2 separate regions of the Mus musculus genome follow, and region 1 is linked to region 2. A link is a contact called in public HiChIP or PLAC-seq data. All regions are on one chromosome and are shown on one strand. The core of a region is the stretch at or near the end of the contact, and the rest is flanking DNA. Distances in the headings are between cores, read along the strand shown.

Region 1 (6,345 bases), core at 3,019-5,518, 1.3 Mb before region 2:
CTTCACGTGTTTGCCCCAGCAAAACATCATCCAACACAATTGATTCTCCAAAGAACTGTTAAGTTTCCACCTCCGGTCTATAGGCAGAAGCCTGTATTCCTAGTTATTTGGGAGGCTGAGGCAAGAGAATCTTAAATTCAAGGTTTGTCTGAACTGCTGAGTACACAGTTTAAGGGAAGCTTAGGAAATTTAGTGGGACTAGTCCCAAAACCAGCAAAAGGGGGGTTCTGGATATAGCCTAGTGGTAAAGAGCTTAGAAGGCATTTAGGAGGGTCCTACGTATAACTCCCAGAATAAAACTAAATAAGTAACCTGTTTAAATCATTACCCTTTAGCCTGCAGTGCTAAACAGTGCTAGACAAGCACTCCATCACTGAGCCACAGCAGTGATTTTTATTGTTTGTGTGTTTGTTTAAATCACAGCTCACATTGAGTTAAGCCACAGTCCTGTCCAGGGCTTGCAGTGCAGTCTGTCTGCCCCCAGAGAAGCCTCCTGGTTAAGAAATTTGTGTTGCTCAGCAGAATGATAGATGCCTGCAGTCCCCCAAATAAAAAGCCACATCCTAAACTACAAAGTATCATTTTAAAATCTGTCCCCACTCCCATATGCTGCCTCCAGAGAAGCTCTGCCAAACTGCTATCTTGGCAGTGACTTGCTGCACACCCTAACAACAGCTATTTGCTGGGGACAGTCTCAGCTTCTACCTGTTACTTCAGTATAACAACTGATGTGGCAAACTGTCCATTGACTCTATACACCCTGTATGATGGATGAAGACCTTCCACAAGTTTTGAGCTGAGAAATAATTGAACCAAATTCCTGGCCTAGTATTCCAGAACTTTCTCTACTTATCTCTTGGCTACCTTTCCAAAATTAACACATATTACTTCCCTTCTTGTAGTTTTCCCTGGGTCAAAGTACTGGTGACCCACACTTTGTCATCAGAATGTCCCCCTAATATCTGCTTAAAATCCTCCTGCCTCTGATACCCACCACCGTGCTATGAATAAGTCATACTTGGCACGATCTTTTAGGGAAACCAGGGGTGGACCATGGAATGCAGGAAGGCCAGAAGAACCAGAGGAGTGAGTAGTCAAAAAGGAAAGATGTTAGTGACATCAATGCAGCTGCAGCGGAGCCATGCCAGCTTTAGCTCCACAGAAGCAATTACTGACTGCCTGAGAGGCCTCCAATGGAGCTGTGCTGTCGGAGGTAAAGCAGAGTTGATACTAGCTCCGATTTAAAGTCTGACTTTGAATGACTTACAAGTTTTTTCTGAAATACCTGCGAGCACGTGGTAAAGACAAGGTGAGCTAAAATGTGCACACACAAACACAAAACTCACCAGGGAGAAGGCTCAACAGGTAAAAGAGCTGGCCACAAAAGCCTCATATCCAAGTGTGCTCCCCAACACCCACCGAAAGCCAAATGGTGGCACACATCAGTAATCACATTACTCCTATAGTGAGATGGGAGACAGAGACAGGAAATTTCCTAGAAGTTTGGGGGGAGAGGGCAGGTATCCTGGAGTGGAGTACACAGTACAGCAGCAGAAACAAGAGAGACCCTGCTTCAATGAAGTGGAAGGTGAGACCTGACTTGCCATTCTCTGACCTTCATGTAAACCATGCCTATCTGTATACACCATATAAAATGTACAATGTTAAACTGGATGCTACTATTATTGAGCCATGAATGAAGAACAGAGGCTAAAAGATAGAGGGACAGTGAGATCCTCTTCCTCTTTCCAAAAGTTTGAACCCTAGGCTGGAGTTGGCTCAGTAGTTAAAGTAGCTGTGCTCTTGCAGAGGACCCAGATTTGATTCCCAGTACCCACATAGTGGCTCACAATCATCTGCAACTGCAATCCCAGGGGATCTGATCCCCTCTTCTTAAAACTACAGGCACATGGTACATGTAACATAAATACAGGCAAAACACTTGTATACATAAAATAAATTTAAAGGTTTAAAAGTAAAATAGATATTTTTCAAAGATTTATTTTATGTATGAGTACACTATAGATATCTTTTTTTTTAAGATTCATTTATTTATTTTATGTATGTGAGTACATTGTTGTTGTCTTCAAACACACCAGAAGAGGGCATCAGATCCCATTACAGATGGTTGTGAGTCACCAAGTGGTTGCTGGGAATTGAACTCAGGACCTTTGGAAGAGCAGTCAGTATTTTTAACCACTGAGACATCTCACCAGCCCTATAGGTGTCTTCAGACACAGCAGAAGAGGGCATTGGATCCCATTACAGATGGTTATGAGCCACCATGTGGTTGCTGGGATTTGAACTCAGGACCTCTGGAAGAGCAGCCAGTGCTCTTAACTGCTGAGCCATCTCTCCAGTCCCCAAATAGATTTAAAAACAAAAACAAAAACAAAAACAAAAACAAAAACACATTTGAAATGGATGTGGTAGAATACTTTTATAAGTCCCAGCACTGAGGAGTCTAAGGTGAAGGTCCTAGGCCAGCCTGAGCTAGATAGCAGAAGTCTAAATATATAAATACATTTGAAATGGAGTGAGAAAAATAAGAATTTCTTCTTCAGGAAAAGTGAGGGATGGGTATAATGATAAAATGAAAGGGAAAACCTTCCGGAAGAGCTGGGCATGGGGTGCACACCTCTAATCTCAGCCTAGGGAGGCAGAGGCAGGTGGATCTCTGGGAGATGAAGGCCAGCCTGGTCTACAGAGTGAGGTCCAAGACAGAGAGCTACATAATAGAGAGAAAGAGGGGAACACTAATCTGATTAGGAGTTTACACTGAGAGCACCCCTTCCTGTATGGGTCAGAGGAGGGAGGCCCAGAGAATCTGACTTCCAAAGATGGAGAGGCATAGAGCCTGTTGGCACACACCTAAAATCCCAGAGTTTAGAAAGCTAAGTTTAAAGACTGACTTTAAGGCCAGCTTGGGCTACACATATATTGAAACCTGTCTCAAAAATAGTGGGAGTGAGGAAATTTTGAAATATATAGGACAAGTACTGTAATGGTGGATCAAGTTAAATGACTGTTCAAAAGGCTGGGGATGTACCTCGTGGGTAGCATGCTTACCCAAGAACATGAAAGGAACAGGATTTGAGCCATAGCACTGAGTTTATTTATTCATTATTTTTAGTTTTCAAGACCGGGTTTCTCTGTGTAGCCCTGGCTGTCCTTGAACTCACTCTGTAGACCAGGCTGGCCTCGAATTCAGAAATCTACCTGCCTCTTGCTTCCTCATGCTGGGATTAAAGGTATTTGATACCACCACCAGGCCAGCACTGAGTTTAACAGAAAAAAAAAAAGTTAGAGATCTAAGAAACATTTTCAGCAGCGGCCATCACTGATGTGTTTCTCCTCAACACCCCCACATTACAACCCCACCTTCTGTGATGTTGGGCTTTAGAAAATTCAGACTTCCAGGACAGAGAAAAAAGGGCCAAGGGGAGAGGGCTCTGAGTGTGACCCTGAAGCTGAGAGGAGCATAGAGAGCTCGAGAAGAGCACTGGAGGGCACAGTGAGAGGCCCTGGTGAGCTGACCCAGTGCAGGCTGAGCAGACAAAGGATCGGTGTAAGAACAGAGCTGACCAAAGGCAAGCTTCCACAGAACAGCGCCAACAGAGTAGAGGGAGGGTCTGGAAACCAGAAGACAAGTGTGGCTGTAGTAAACAGGGAGAGGTGAAGCAGGCCAGGGTGCATCAGAATAGGAAGAGCAGGGTTCAAAGAAGTTCTGGTCTGGGTGGTGGCAGCTCTAAGGTCAGGCATGGAAAGATAAAGGGACATTGGGGTGAAAGGTGCAGGAAGCCAGGGTAGGAGGTGCCGCGTACACAGTGACAGGTCTTAGACTCATCTAAAAGAGCAGAGGGCATTGCTACACAAAGCAGCACTGAGTCAAGAGGCAAAGTCTTCACTGGGATGATGGTGTGTCAGGGGAGCTACAAAAAGTGCTGGCGAGTAGAACAGGAAAAGGATTTTCCTGCACGAGGGTGCTGCCAGTCTATGATTATAAAATCTAACTCAGAAATTACCTACCTACACAGAGAAACTCTACTGGAGAAGATAGTCATAGTTCTATAAAATTATAATTTACTAAACCCTCAAAACAAGCTAGGAATTACTAAAATAAAAATATCTCTTTGTTTCTGTTTTGTTCAAGTCGAAGCAAAAATAAAAACATCCAACTAAGAATAAAGCCACTTAGCTACAAACAGACACCTGAGCCCTGGGAACAGGTTACACAACCCAGGAACACATCACAGGGATGTGAAGAGCAAAGGTCACTGACAAGGAAACATCCCACATCAGCAGATTTATTTATTGCACGAACACCAAACAGGAAAAGACTTTGCAATCTACTCATGTAACATGAAAATCAGCGCAGTGAACAGAACTCAGGTTACAAATCACTGCTTAAAACTCTGACTCGTTGAACTTGTATGGATAACTCTCCACGTGAAATGTCCACGCAGGCAAATCTGCTTGAGAGCAAGCAGATTAGTGCTGTCAGAAGGGGGAGAGGAGTCTGGGCAACTGCTAATGGGAACAGGGTTGCTTTCAGAGGTGAGAAAAAATGTTCTAGAATAGTGGTGAAGGTTGTGTAACATTGTGACTATACTGGGAACACTCTGCATACTATAAAATGGAGAATATTACGGTATGTCAAGTCTAGTTCAATAAAGCTATCATTCGACATAAAAGCAAATAAAAACCTTAAATGGACATTTTATGTTTACAAATAATTTATGAGGAAACAGAATCCTTATTCTTGAGGTTTTTATTTTTAAAAGACAAGTTACCATGTAGCTCAGACTTCATTTCCCAAGTGCTAGAGTTATAAGCATGTCACCATGCCCAACTTAATAACTTTTAATATGAAATTAATCAATAGCATTCTCATTTTAAAATCTACTGACGTGTGTGTGTGTGTGTGTGTGTGTGTGTGTGTGTGTGTGTTAGGGGCTCATGTGTCATGGCACCTGTGTGGAGGTCAGAGGACAGCTTTGTAGGCACTGGGGCTTGAACTCAGGCTGCCAGACTTGTGCAGCAAGCACTTTGACCAGAGGAAGCACCTTGCCAGCCCTGTTTCCATGTTGCATAGGAATATATTGTCACTGAGTGCCACCATAGCAAGTATTAGGAAAGTATCCTGCAAACACAGGCACAGAAATTTCACTACAAACCAAAAAGTGTGACACTCACCTGATCATAGCTCTAGGCTAAGGCTGAAGGATTCCTGGTTTGAGACCAGCAATGGACTACATTATGATTCTTTTTTTATTTTTATTGAGTCAGGATCTTACTGAGTAGCCCTAGTTGGGCTGGAATTCACTGTGTAGATCAGGCTGGCTTTGAACTCAGAGATCTGCCTGCTTCTGCCTTCCCAGTGCTGGAATTAAATGTGTATACCACTATTCTTGGAGTATGGTGTGCTTATAAGTCCAGCATTTGTGACATGACAGATCATAGTGAATTAAGGCCAGCTTGGACTAATGAGATTCTGTCTCCAACAGACAACAATGACGACCAAAAACAGCACAGCAAATATAAGCAAGATACACGAAGATGAAAATGTTAACACAGGGGCTGGGGAGGCAGTTCAGACGTTAAGACCTCTTGTTCTTGCTGACCCAGGCTCAGTTCCCAGCACCTACATGGTGGCTCACAACATCTGTAACTCTAATTCCAGGGGATCTGATGGCTACTTCTGGTCCACAGGCATCAGGCATGCATGCAGTACAAATGCATATATGTAGGCAAAAGACCCATACACATAAATAGATGCAGGCAAAATACCCATAACATAGAGCTTTTAAAAAGTCACAATAAAACTCATTATTTTGTATGCTAACTTCCCCAGGTTGTACTCTGATCTCTACATGCTCAACATGGCATACACAATCCCTCCCCCACATACAAGACAAAGAGATAGCATGCTATCTGTAATCTAATTTACCACTAGAAATACAAAGGACAGGCTGGAGACATAGCTCAGTTAGTAGAGTGCTTGCTTAGCTTGCAGTTTGACAGCACATAAGCCAGGCATGGGATAGCACACAGGCCTGTAATCTACTCACTTGGGAGGTAGACATGAGATCCAAAGTTCAAGGCCAGCCTGTGCTACCAGGTAAAACTATGCTTGACCAAGTTCTGTTATTGTTGTTTGTTTGTTGACAGGGTGCCACTATGTAGCTGGCCTGGGACTTTCCGTGAGCCCCAGCCACCCCTGCCTGAGGGCTGCACTAAAGGGATGCACAACCCCATCTGCCTTGCACCTCGGTGTTCTGCACACTAAATCTCAGAAGTGCTCTGCTTCACACATCTTACCTAAAACAGCTTACGGGACAATAA
Region 2 (6,272 bases), core at 51-2,550:
GTAGCCAATCACCTAGTCAACACTCCAATAAAATGTTAGATAGCCCAAACTCAATAAATACAAAGTGGATTCTGTCTGTGTGTGCGTTGTATGTGTTTCTGACTCTGACTCTGTCTCTGTCTCTCTCTCCCTCCCTTTATATATTTGTATGTTTTGTGTGTGTGTGTGTGTGTGTGTGTGTGATGTGCACACGTTGCTATGGGTGTTTGCATGTGTAAGTGTGCACACTCACATGTATGCACATGTGCGGAGGCCAGACATTGACACCATATGTCTTTCTCACTCACTCTCTGCCTTATATTTCGAGACAAGGTCCCAGTGACCCTGACACTCAGGGATTGACTCAGCTGGCTGGCCAGTGCGTTCCAGGATTCTTGTTCTTCTGTCTTCTCCCTCCACATCCCACCAAATGCTGAGGTCACAGATGCTTACAGCAAATGCTGGTTTTTATGTTGCTGCTGGGGATCTGAACTCGGGCCCTCACTCCTGTATGGCAGCTGTCTTTATCAAATGAACTATCTTCCCCATCCCTGGTGGCTAACAACTGTCGATAACACCAGTTCCAGGGAATCTGAGCCCAACTTCCAGCCCCTGTGAATACCATGCATGTAAGTGATACACAGACACAAATGCCAGCATAATCCACATACACATAATATTAAATATATATGTACTATATTTAAAAAATAATGATTTTTTTAAAGCTGGGCATGGTGACTCAGTCCTGTAATCTCAGCAGTCGGGAAGCAGGCATGACAATTGCCACCAGCCTGAACTAAGAACTGAGTTCTAGGCCAGCCTGGAAATTGTGTCATTTGCACAACATGGAAGGAGAACTATTTGGGAGGATGAAGAGGAACATGGGATGGAGGAGAAGGGAAGAGAGAGGATGATGGAGGTTAGATATGCATATGTAAGAAAATGTCATAACGAGCCCTATTATTTTGTACCCCAACTGAAAATTCACTAGATAAAAGGCAGCCATCAGGCATATAGCACAGAGATGATGCACATATCATCTGAGGTTGAAGAGTGTGCCTGTGTGTGCCACATGCATGCAGTGCCTAAGGAAGACAGAAGGGGGCGTCAAATCCCCTGGAGCTGAAGTTAGAGGCGGTTGTGAGCTAGCCCACATGGGTTCCCGTAACTGAACTTTGGTCCTCTGCAGCAAATGCAGTTAGCAGCCACTGAGCCATCTCTCCGCCCCCACGTTTTACTTTTTTGTGTAATGAAATGTATCCATTGTTGCTCTTACTGCTTCTGGATTTTGAGTCATAGGAAACTAGACTTGTTTCCAGTGTGAGTCATTGTGTGAGCAAACATCTGAGGAGCTGCCCTCCTTCGAGTGTTACTTAATGACATGCACATGTGTAGATGAACATTTGCCCGGATAGCTGCGTCTCTGGGCTCACAATACTGAAAAATGTACTCACTCTATAACGTTTCCTTTAATTGTCAAGGAGACACACTAGGAAGGACATCTAGGTGAGCATTTGTCTGGATCCGGTTGGCCTCTGAACATGCCTGAGGGACACCTGTCTTGATTGCTTTAATTGAGATAGGAAGACCCAGGCTGAGAGTAAGCAGCACCATTCCCTTGGTTTGGGCATCGCTCTATCTGAGAGCAGGGAATGCTAGCTGAGCACTAACTACACAGACCTGTGTTCATTTTTTCTGTGCTCTAGATCACGGATGTGCTATAACCAGGCACTTCAAGCTCCTGTCACTGTGACCTCCCTGCAATGGTGGGCTGTAATCTGGAACTGTGAGCTAAAACAGTTCCTTACTTCTTTAAAATTGGCGGGGGGGGGGGGGCCTCCAGGGGTAAGGACGGAGGGGGGGGTTGTAAGGCTATTTTATCGTAGCAGCAAAAGTGAATCTAGGGCACTCACTTTCTATTCTCACTCTTTGCTGCCTCAGAAACTCTGAGGTCAGTCTTACCCCTAAACCGCCAGTTGTAAGGGAACTTCTCTTTATCTTGTGTGTGTGTGTGTGTGTGTGTGTGTGTGTGTGCATAAGTGGTAACTGTACATGTGACAACACGTGGGCACATGTGTGTGCAGGCATGTGCACCCACCATACATGTGCTTGTGAAGACCAAAGGTTGATGGCTGATGTTGAGTATTTATCTTAATTCCTCTCCCCCTTTCTCTTTTGAGACAAGGTCCCTTCACTAAGCTCGCCATTTTGGTTAGCCTGGCAGGCCAACAAGCTCCAAGGAGCTGCCCCTTTCCGGCCGCCCCACCCAGACTCTGGAACTGCTGCACGTGGAGCTGTACCAAGCTTTTTACATTGTGCTATGGGTCTGAACTCAGGGTTTTATAATCGTGTTTTCTAAATGTCTATTTTTTATTTTTTTAAAGGCTGTATTTTGATTTTTATGTGTATGAGTGTTTGCCTGCGTGTATGTATGTATGGTCACCACATGTGTGCCTGTGGAAACCAGAAGAGGGACACCATCAGATTTCATGGAACTGGAGTTACAGATGGGTGTGAATCACCCACCCTATGGGTTCTCAGAGCTGAACCTGGATTGTCTGCAAGAGCAGCCAGTGCTCTTAACCTCTGAGCCATCTCTCCAGCAAGTCTGGCCCCTCACCTTTTATCATCTAGTTCTCTGAGTTTCCTTTGCTGCTTCTGGGAGGGTTGTTTAAGGTGCTGTTCCAACGTGGCCATTTCTTCTTCAGCTCTCATTCATTCTCTCTTTCTCTCTCACATCTTTTATTTCCATTGTTATATTTTTGACACTTAACCTTTTACTTACTTTAAAATTATTTCTATGGGGCCTGAAGAGGTAGCTCTGCAATTCAAAGCAAGAGTATTTGCTGCTCTTTCAGAAGACGATCCTAAGTATAAAATAAAATAAAATAAAATATAGCTAACAGAGTCAAACCACACACACAGAGACACACACACAGCGGGCCATGCTGTGCTGTCTCAACACAGGCCCAAAGCAGCAAGATTAAGAGTCAGTGGACTAAAACCTTGTCAGTCAACAATAGCAGCCTAAAGTGGAAGGGAGAAAGCCCACAAGGCCTCAATCCTTCACAAAGGACTATGGGCAATGAAGGAATTCTGGGAGTGAGAGAAATACTCTTCCCCAGAGAAGAGACCATCCATTGGTTACCCAATACCAAATGATAATCCCTAAAAACATGTACACACATAACATTATACAGACTGAGCAGGAGGCATTTATGTATTTAGGACTATATGGGTAGACATAATCATATACACATATAGCAACAATTAATGAAAAAAGAGGCCATGACTTTGAAAGAGAGAAAGGAGGGACATATGGGAGGGGCTAGAAGAAGAAACAAGAAGGAGGAAATGACCTAATTATATTGTAATCTCAAAATAATTTTCCCAAGATAAACCTTTTCCTGTATTCAGTTGATTATTAAAATTATTGTGTCACTGTAGTACAAAGCTGACTAAAACAGAACTCAAAAACAAAACCTCCCCAATACCAGGTCTGGTGGCAAAAGCCTGTATTCTCAGTTCCCATGAGGGTGGCCCAGGAGACTAATCACTTGGAGTAGAGGTAGAAAGATAACCATCTGGGGTGAGTAGGGGGATCACTACTTAGAAATTAGAAAGATGACCACTTGGGGTGGGTAGGAGGATAGCCATATGGGGTGTGTAGGGGGGATAACTACTTAGAGATTAGAAAGATGACCCCTTGTGATCAGACGTCCTTTCCTGTCTGAAAAGCAGGCATGGGCCAGAAAAGGAGGACTATTTTTCATCTGCCCTTTGACCTGCTTGTCAACTTCCTCTCAACTTCCGGTCCCAGGCAAGCCTCAGTCCTGAACCTCCTGTACAACAAGTACAATGTGCTGTGTGTGTTTCTGAGGTTGCTTGATTGGTTTTGTTTGAGGGTTTTTGTTTTTGTTTTGGGGGGATTGTTTTGTTTTGTTGATGTCTTAGTCAGGGTTTCTATTCCTGCACAAACATCATGACCAAGAAGCAAGTTGAGGAGGAAAGGGTTTATTCAGGTTACATTTCCATATTGCTGTTCATCACTGAAAGAAGTCAGGACTGGAACTCAAGCAGGTCAGGAAGCAGGAGCTGATGCAGAGGTCATGGAGGGATGTTCCTTACTGGCTTGCTTCCCCGGGCTTGCTCAGCTTGCTCTCTTATAGAACCAAGACTACCAGCCCAGAGATGGTCCCACCCGCAAGGGGACCTCCCCCCTTGATCACTAACTGAGAAAATGCCTTACAGCTGGATCTCGGGGAGGCATTTCCCCAGCTGAAGCTCCCTTCTCTGTGATGACTCCAGCTGTGTCAAGTTGACACAAACCCAGCCAGGACAGTTGGGGTTTGGGATGTTTTGGTTTGGTTTTGGTTTTTGGTTTTTGCCAAATCTCACTTAGTCCCAGCTGTCCTCGAAGTCACCTCATGGTTTAGGATGACCTTGACCTTCTGACACTCTTGCTTCCACCTCCTCAGTGCTGGGATCTCAGGCATTTGAAGGACCTTCTGCTCAGGGACCATCGAAGACCAAGCTCTCAGCCCAAAGGAGATTTATTTGACCCAGAGGGGCAAACCGCAGGGAATAAGAGACAGAGATAGGAAACAGAGGATGAGGGAGAAGGGAGAAGGGGAAAGGACAAGAGGAGGGAAAAGGGATATTTGTACCAGAGGGACAAAGGACTGCCTCTGTGCAGAGAAAACACAGATGTGGCCCATAAGCAAATGGCAGGATATAAAGGGAAAAAGAAGAACCTCAAGTTAGGATGACTTGGTTTGTTTTGATTAGGGGCCAAAGGGGGCTTGGATTGCTAGACTTCAATGCTTTGTTAGCTTCTTCATCTTGGTAGTTAGCCTCAGGGGGAGCAAGTGGCCAAATAAAGGAATAGGCCTTGGAGGCGAGCTTTAGGGATGCAGTCTAACAGTTGAGCAAAGCAGAGGGAATGGGGGAAAGGGTAAAAACTGTGGGGGACATGTGTGCCTTGCTCAGGTCTGCTAGAGGCTCACGGCACCAGCACGAGGTATTAGAGCTCAAACTCCAGGCTTTGTGGATGCTACCTACGTAAGTACTCTGCCAAGGGAGCTATAACCCCAGGCCCAGGCTCACTGTGTGCAGTTTTTTTCTCTCCTCCAACCACTTTATCACAAAGGCTAAACTAGTGAACAAAAGAGAGGAGTAAGGAAGAAGGTGCCTGGGAGTTAGGCCAGGTCATGAGCCACAGCAGTCAGTGAGGTGAACAGCATCAGGGTCCTTCCCGTCCCCATCTTCCTGCAGAGATGATAAAGATCAACAGAATGGAGGCTCTGTCAGCCAAGCCTGTAGAGGAGTGTGCAGGTTCTCCACTAACTCAAGGTAGCTTTGCTGGAGTGTGTGGAATAAATGTCACTGTTTAAACTCACAAACACTTGGAGTATGTTCTGGGGATACAGAGGAAAACACAAATGACAAGCTTCCCTCTGAGCTGCGTCCTGGGAGAGGGGAAGGCAGACACAGGCACGGACAAATTCAGCTAAACAGAATCAGGAAGAGCTCAGTGTGGGGTAAGCCACGCAGGTCGTGAGGAGGAGACAGCAGGTCAGGAGGAGCGCGTGTGTTAGCGTGGCTAGGAAAAAACTCTCTGAAAACTTGTGTGAAACTGAACTTGGTGATGTCTAAACAAAACAAAAACAGTCACAGGGCTAGAGAGATAGCTCAGTGGTTGAGAACACCTGCTGCTCTTGCAGAGGACCTGAGTTCAGTTCCCAGCACTGTATGGTGACTCAGCCACTTATAACTCCAGTTTTGGGGAACTGACAGCCTCTTATGGCCATTGAAGGCACCTGCACACACATAACACTTACAGACAAACAGATAGATAGATAGAAAATAGATAGATAGATGATAGATAGATAGATAGATAGATAGATAGAAAATAGATAGATAGATAGATAGATAGATAGATAGATAGATAGATAGATAGATAGATAGATAATTTGGGCAGGGACTGAGACAGGGTTTCATTGTGTAGCCCTAACTGTCCTGGAATTCACTCTGTAGACCAGAAATCCACCTGCCACTGCCTCTTGAATTCTGGGATTAAAGGTATGTGCCATTACACCCAGCTAAATATGCATATATTTTTAAAGCTAGCCAGTCATGCTAAAACTGGTATAGACAGCAGAGCCAGTGCAAATAATTAGTTTGGAGTCTTTAAAAATAGAAAGAGGGCTAGAGAGATGGCTTAGTGGTTAAGAGTATCTACTGTTCTTCCAGAGGCCCTGAGTTCAATACCAGCAACTACATGGTGGCTCACA

Evidence for each region. HiChIP or PLAC-seq counts read pairs in DNA pulled down with a chosen protein or histone mark.
Region 1: a FOXA1 HiChIP or PLAC-seq map of pancreatic cancer cells shows a contact between it and region 2. The contact joins two enhancer-like sites. A contact is called at or near these places in 1 of 39 promoter capture datasets (pre-B cells), 1 of 115 datasets of contacts at active chromatin or transcription factors (pancreatic cancer cells) and 1 of 9 other capture datasets (adipose tissue).

What each region holds. Positions count from the first base shown.
Region 1 is chr11:51,765,949-51,772,293 of GRCm38.p6, reverse strand. The region is part of intron 1 of Sar1b (secretion associated Ras related GTPase 1B); the gene reads right to left. Among named protein-coding and RNA genes, the nearest start is that of Sar1b, 5.5 kb to the right of the region's middle. Within about 2 kb of position 4,268, at least 33 of the 459 cell types and tissues checked have an H3K27ac peak or open chromatin away from gene starts, as enhancers often do. A contact at or near this core is called in pancreatic cancer cells, where this site is marked.
Region 2 is chr11:50,434,984-50,441,255 of GRCm38.p6, reverse strand. No RefSeq gene overlaps it. Among named protein-coding and RNA genes, the nearest start is that of Rufy1, 7.0 kb to the right of the region's middle. Within about 2 kb of position 1,300, at least 55 of the 459 cell types and tissues checked have an H3K27ac peak or open chromatin away from gene starts, as enhancers often do. A contact at or near this core is called in pancreatic cancer cells, where this site is marked.